Regions from separate parts of the Mus musculus genome. Here region 1 is linked to region 2. A link is a contact called in public Hi-C data. All regions are on one chromosome and are shown on one strand. Each heading gives the region's core, a stretch centred on a gene start, on an enhancer-like site or on the middle of the called end of the contact. The rest is flanking DNA. Distances are from core to core; before and after follow the strand shown. Region 1 has its middle 81 kb from the start of Gm35850. Region 2 has its middle 100 kb from the start of Tox3.

Region 1 (3,300 bases), core at 209-2,708, 410 kb after region 2:
GAAATCACTTTAGGACAGAGCTGTTCCAACAGTCGCTGTGCCCACAGAAAAGGATTCTATTTTGGCTAGCAAATACTTGCAAAAAAAAAAAAAAAAAAAAAAAAGCCTTTCTAGCTATCCATGGGAAAGGAGTGAGTGCCCCCTGGTGAAAATGTGGGAAACGCTTCCATATGTTGTTTTTGGCTGGCAAGAAGGTGCAGATGTCTTCACAATAAAAATATACTCGCTGAGAGTGCTCATATCCTTGAGAAGAGCTGGCACCGTTTGCAGGACTGGATCTAAAGGTGACAAAGGCATACAAAGGAAGCAGGACAGAGGGCCTACACCAGAACAGACAAGTTGGAGCCACAGGTGAACCCGAATTTAAGTGTCTCTTTCTGGCTTCACCAAACCTACCCTCCATCTGTCTCCACCCTCTTCCTTGTCCAGGGGAGCCAACCTATAGGACTTTATTATGTATCCCTTGGCCTTCTGCCCTCTAGTCAGGTTTACCCAAGGGGAGGCACTGGCTGGTGATGGAGGAGGAGGTATAGGAAAATGTTTATTCCCAGGCTCCATCCTTCCAGTACATTTGGAAGGTACTGTCTCCCCTTTCCCCTGCCACCACCACTGCCCATAATCTCAGCAACTCCAGACAGCTGTTCTATATAACTTTCTCTTGAAGGTCTGGTGCCCTTTAAGCATATGGTGGTTAGAGCTCCTCACTGTTGCTGGCTTGAAGTACTTCACCATTCTCCCAGAGTTCCCTTCCTGCTACACCCACCTTGGTTAAAACAAAACAAGTTCAGACAGCAAAAATGCACACTGACAACCTTTATCAAGGTACCATCTCCTTTCCAAGTTTATCCTGACTGGTGCACATGCCACGATTTCTATAATATGCCTTTAAAATGCAGGTAGAGTGCTACACGCATAGAAGCTCAGAAGGAAGCTGGAAAGGATGCTGAGGCAGGAGGATTGTGAGTCTGGGGCCCAACTTGGACTGCGTAGCAGGACTCTTATCTCAGACAAATAAACAGTAACAACATACAATATACACAAAACATAAATGCAATAGACATCTAGATTTGTGTAGCACCAGGGACCCCTAAATCTCCCAGTCATTGTAGGCTCCAAATCACCTGGACAGAAGTGAAGTTAAAAAAAAAAAGAAAAAAGTATGGCCAGCTGTACAAAGGTAAGGCAGAAATCTCAGTGGTTTTCAGAGTCTTACTTCCTTCCGTGGCCTGTGACATCTTTAGCTCAAAGTCAAAGCTCTGACTTTGTTTTGAGTAGGACGAAGATTCTGTTTACATTTAGCCTTCACCCATCTCTCCAGGGTGAAGAGAGAACAAATTGTCCTGTCAGGAGAGATCCGTGAGATTAAACAATAGTGTGTTGGCTCTATGGTGCTAAACTGTTGAGAGTAGAGGCTCTGCAGACCCAAGAACAAAAGGACAGCCCCCTGGTCTGTAACCAGGGCACCAGCCCAAGGGTCTGTTCACTGGCAGGAACACACAGATGTAGCTGGACCCTGCCAGTCCTCCACACATCCGGACTTTCTGCATGATTCCATTGTGAGGCTGTCATTCCGGATTGTGCCTGTGAACTCTCTGCTGCTGGGGGTGGAGAGGAGGAGGGAGGAGCAGAGGAGCTAGCATGGCCTTAGGCTTTCAAAGCTGGGCTCCACTCCCAGTCTTACTTCTCCCTTACTGTGTGATGGGGAACAATGTTAACCCTTCCAAGACCCTTCCCCAACCTCCCAGTGAAGATAACCACAGCATCAATGCCGTTTACCCACCTAGCTGGTGTCATGAACCTGGGAGAGCAGGACCTAAAAATGAAGCAAAATAAAGTCGCATCCAAGATTCAACTATTCAACTTTATTCAGAGCATCGGACAATTTATATGCTGAGGGTTAAGAAGAGTCACCTGAGTGAAGTGTCCAATCACAAGGACAATGCCTCACATGGCAAAAGCATGTTTTCCCCTGAGGAACATGAGTGACAGCACATGAGGTAACTTCACTCCTATCCACTGCACCTGGGAAGAGCACAAAAACACATTTCAAGAACAATTTTGTGTTTTGAAGAAACCGAGGTCACAAGACTCTCGTCTTGTTTTGCTGGAGTTTTCTCACTAGCAGTCAGATTTCTCACATGACTCCGCTCTTGGGCTGTTCTGACACAGTGGTATGAAGGGTAAACAGAGTCATAAGAAATGAAGTGTGGCATCCCAAACACACTGAGGACATCTGTTGTAGAAGACTTGGCTTCATCCTCCTAAATTCTAAAGAGGGCATAGGCCTCCACCTCTGCACTGAAGTTCAACAGTCAGATCATCATACAGAAAATGGGTTTGAGCTAACAGCTTGAGTTGTTTTACATCCAGAAACGTTCTCCTGGGCCCGTAAGATACCACTAAAGCCTGACAACCTAAATTTGATGGCAGGATCCCATAGAGGATGGAGAGGAAAGCAACTCTTGAACGTTGTTTCCTCCTGACCTCCATACTCAGGCTGTAGCACCTGGATGTCCATCACGATGATGATGATGGTGGTGGTGGTGGTGATGATGATGGTTTTTAAAGAAAAATTTTAAAGTATTTAAATTCAAAAGTTTAAAGAAAATTCTCCCTTTCACACCTGGCCCATTTCAGCACACTAGGAATAAGAAAAATAATGATAAAAACTTATTGTGAGGTCCTCATGACACAACAGATACTCTACAAAGCTATCTTTAATTTTATGATTATCAAATATATAAAGGCATATATTTAAAGAGTCAAGGAGTCATAGAAGATTACATGACACTCAGCACCTGTCACCCTTTGCCCCCATGTCCATCACCCCAGTAACCATGAACAGCATACGTGTTATGAAGTTCCCAGTCTTGCCTTTTATACCGCATTGTTGCCCTCCTCCACTTCCGGTGATAACTAAACTTCTCTTCCATCCCTTAGCTTCATGAATACTCTTATTCACACACACTCTTCTCAATAAAACCATTTTTGTTTTATCAGATCAATAAACATTTTAACTGTACAGTCATGAGTAAGTTAATAACGGTTGTTTTCTTTCTCACGTTTCCCTAGAGACAATAGTCTTGCGGGGGGGGGGGGTAGGGGAGGGTGTTGTTTTTGTTTTTTAGTTAAGGGGTTTGGAGTTTTTTGGTCGGTTTGTTGTTGTTGTTGCTGTTGCTGTTGCTGTTGCTGTTGCTGTTGTTGTTGATAATGATGATGATAATGATGTTACTGTTGTTTTCCCCCTCCTGGGAACTTACCGCTCATGCAACTTGAAACTTCCTGCCTTTTTTCTAAATC
Region 2 (3,222 bases), core at 406-2,905:
GCTCTGAGAGGAACATTTTACCAGCAGTGAAAATAGCCTTTATTATTTTATTTTATTTTTATTTTTACAGCAGACTTGAAAAATGATCTCTCTTGATGCTAACATGAGGATAAGGTTAGTCTACTGTGACCACCAAGTAAAAGAAAAAGGCCTTGATTTGGCTTCTTTCAATGGTGGGAACATGGAACAATGTGGAAGCCCAAATATTGGAGAACATTCTCAAATGGGGATTTTTTTTCCTTTCAGGTTTACATGTCAACGGGGTCATGCCCTTTTTGTACTCAGCCCTGCCTTTCTCACATGAACACCTTCAGGACTCAAGTTAAACAACTCCTCAGCAGATCATCTACAAACTCCCTTTCCTGGCCTTGCTCCTGCTCACCTCTGTGTGAACAATGCATGCCCACATCTGTTAGCTCCTCTACTGGTACCACCCAGTGCCCATATTGCCAACCTGAGTCTTCTCTCCAGCCCTCCCTTGGGCTGGAGATATCTCCTCTTCTAGGTCAAGACTTCCATCTTGGCTTCCATCTTGGCTTCCATCTTGGCTTCTCCTAATCCCTAAGGCAGCTCCTAGACATTTGTAATTCCAGGCAGCTTTCTCTATTACCCCTAGCCAATTGCAATCTCTCCCTTTCCTAATGACAATTTTCATTTGCTCAGATAAAAAGGAAATCGCACACATTTGTTTTATGTCTCCTGTTGGCACACCTCGTCATCCTGGGTGGTGGTACCTTCCCGTCCCCAAGGGGAAAAAAATGAAACCCCAGTGAAGGATGGCCTGTTATGATTTTTTAAAAATCTTTATTAGGAAAAATTTCAAACATCTACCAAGTAAGCAGAAGGTGCTATTTATCGCTGCCTTTCCTTTGGGACCCATCACAGGGTTCTGCATGCTGCAGAAGTAAATTTAAGTAATTAGGGCCTAAGGCAAAGGGAGCTGTCTGCCTGCATATCTGATTCCACATCTCCCAGGTGGCTTAGCGCTTCCTCAATAACATACACACGCAAACACCTGTAGGCTCTTGCAGTCTACACAGATGAAACTCGGCCACCAGCTTTAGCATTCAGGGGACATGTGTATTCTTGAGGGTAAGTTTGAAGGATATAGAGAAAAACTTACGGGGTTATGACTATTTTCTAAGAAAATTCAAATCTGGTTGAGTAGTACTTCTGTAGTAGCCTTTGAGGGACAACCTATTCTTCTGTCTCAGAAGTGTAGGTTTGTTCACTACATATTACCGGTGACAAGAAGTCACTTTTCAGCTATATTCTAGTAACTCCCGCAACCTCAGATTCTTATGTCTATTATTTTAGAATAATATTCTTTTAAACTTGAGCCTACTTACCCATTAACTTTCATGTTTTCATTCTCCCTATGTGTGTGTATGTGTGTGTGTGTGTAGTAATGAAATCCTTAAAGTGAACAAGAATTCCAGAGTGATGGGTTACACATCCATGCTGTGTCATACACAATTAACTCAAATGGACTGTACAGTCCATTATTCTGTTAGTGCATGGAAGATCAATAAATATGGGGAAAAAATCCACCCTAGCTCTCTACTTTCCCATCCGTTTCCACTAGGGCTGAGCCGGATCATGCTACTGTGATGTGTACGCCACAGCTAAGGCAGGCAGGTGGTGCATAGACACCATTCAAACTTGGCCTATTCAGTCCCCGGCTCCTCTAATGCTCCATTCATGCATAGCAAAACACCATCTGGTCCTATTTTGCCTCCAGCAATCACAGCTGACCAAAAAACGATAATAACAGCTGTTGCAAAACAAAAGCCAAACAAAGAGGGTGGGTGAGGGGGAGGAAAGGTTAGATTGAAGTCCAGAGCTGAAAATGCTCTGTGAAGTGAGAGCGGGGAAGAGACCATTCAGACGTCTGGAGCCCGCTGAGTGGACAGCGGAGGACTCCTACTTAAACTTGAGATATTAATCCATCTGTCTTGAAAGCCTTCAGACCACTGTCAGGTGGTAATATATTGCAGAAATTATGCTCATGAAGGCATTTAAGTTTCTGTTCTTTGAGTCAGGAACTAATGACCCCGTGTCAGCTGAAAATGAAAAAGTCCTTATGCTCTTTCATCAGACGGCTATACAGGTGAACACAGAAAGGGAACTCGGTTAGCTGGAATAATAAAATAATGTCCCCACAGCAGGGGAGAGACTAGGTGTGTGCGATGGAGATGGGTGTGGGGAGAGAAAGTGTCTCAATGTCTGTGGGACAATTTAAGGCTCTACTCAATCAGGTACTAGGTTTCTCTCACAAGCTTTCTTTGCCCAGACTTATTTCTGATCTCCTAGAGAATGAGTACCGAAAACCTTACTTCAATTCAGAGATAGAAACCAATCACTCATATAAATGGTGAATCTTGATTAAAACAACTTGGTAACAAGAGTGGGGTACTCATTACAGAATTCAAATCCTTTATTGTTTTAAATGTACAGCTTTGCCTGGTGATTAATTTTTCTAATTGTAGAAATTATCTTATTCTTCCCCTGGAATTGACCAGAAGTAGCTTTATATAATTTGATAAAATGTGATAAAAATTTAAGATTAAAAAAAAAAAAAGAAAAAGCCCTCCTGTAATGGCTATAGCAGCACCAGCCTGGAACTGCAAACAGTTGCAAACAGACTTCACTTGCAATTAAGTCTCATCACTAGTGACATTTTTTCCCCAGCAATACTTCATGGGTTTTCAAAATGACAATTACAGAACTAAGACACAATTACTGTCACATGTAGTTTAGCAATTAATGTTGAAGACATTTGTCTAAAGGTCCCACAACAGAATATCAAATGGTTCTTATTGCTATGTAACGCTGGTTTCTATTCACAAAGACCCTTTGAGCGCTGGCTGCGCTCCTGATGGGTCTGCTGCAGGCAGATCACTTCTTTGGGGAGCACAATTGGCCCCTTGTAGATGTGGTTAGGCATCTTTCTAAGACTGTTTGAACACTGATACCTGTCAACTAATACATCTTATGAAAAGCTTCAGTTTAGACATAAATTTCTCTACAGCAAGAAACCTATAAATTTATAATTAGAATCCCTCGCTGTTCAATATTTGTACATAATACAGAGTATGAGAGGATTATGAAATATTGAAAGCAAAATTCATTATTCATAACCCACAACATACAGTAAATATTCTTTGAAGTATGACAACTTTGAGGAATCCATATTCCATTATTTTTGGACGTCCTGCACAC

What was found. Hi-C and Micro-C count contacts between places; a contact is called where the count stands out from the background.
Region 1: a contact with region 2 is called in a Hi-C map of stem cell-derived neural stem cells, with 2.9 times the contacts expected there. The contact joins two enhancer-like sites. A contact is called at or near these places in 9 of 484 Hi-C or Micro-C datasets (cerebellar granule neurons, cerebellum, cerebral cortex and 6 more), 7 of 115 datasets of contacts at active chromatin or transcription factors (PVALB interneurons, astrocytes, differentiating embryonic stem cells and 4 more) and 2 of 9 other capture datasets (embryonic stem cells and embryonic tail).

The regions. Positions count from the first base shown.
Region 1 is chr8:90,657,748-90,661,047 of GRCm38.p6, forward strand. No RefSeq gene overlaps it. Among named protein-coding and RNA genes, the nearest start is that of Gm35850, 81 kb to the right of the region's middle. Within about 2 kb of position 1,459, at least 15 of the 459 cell types and tissues checked have an H3K27ac peak or open chromatin away from gene starts, as enhancers often do. A contact at or near this core is called in cerebellum, neural stem cells and stem cell-derived neural stem cells, where this site is marked.
Region 2 is chr8:90,243,211-90,246,432 of GRCm38.p6, forward strand. No RefSeq gene overlaps it. Among named protein-coding and RNA genes, the nearest start is that of Tox3, 100 kb to the right of the region's middle. Within about 2 kb of position 1,656, at least 51 of the 459 cell types and tissues checked have an H3K27ac peak or open chromatin away from gene starts, as enhancers often do. A contact at or near this core is called in cerebellum, neural stem cells and stem cell-derived neural stem cells, where this site is marked.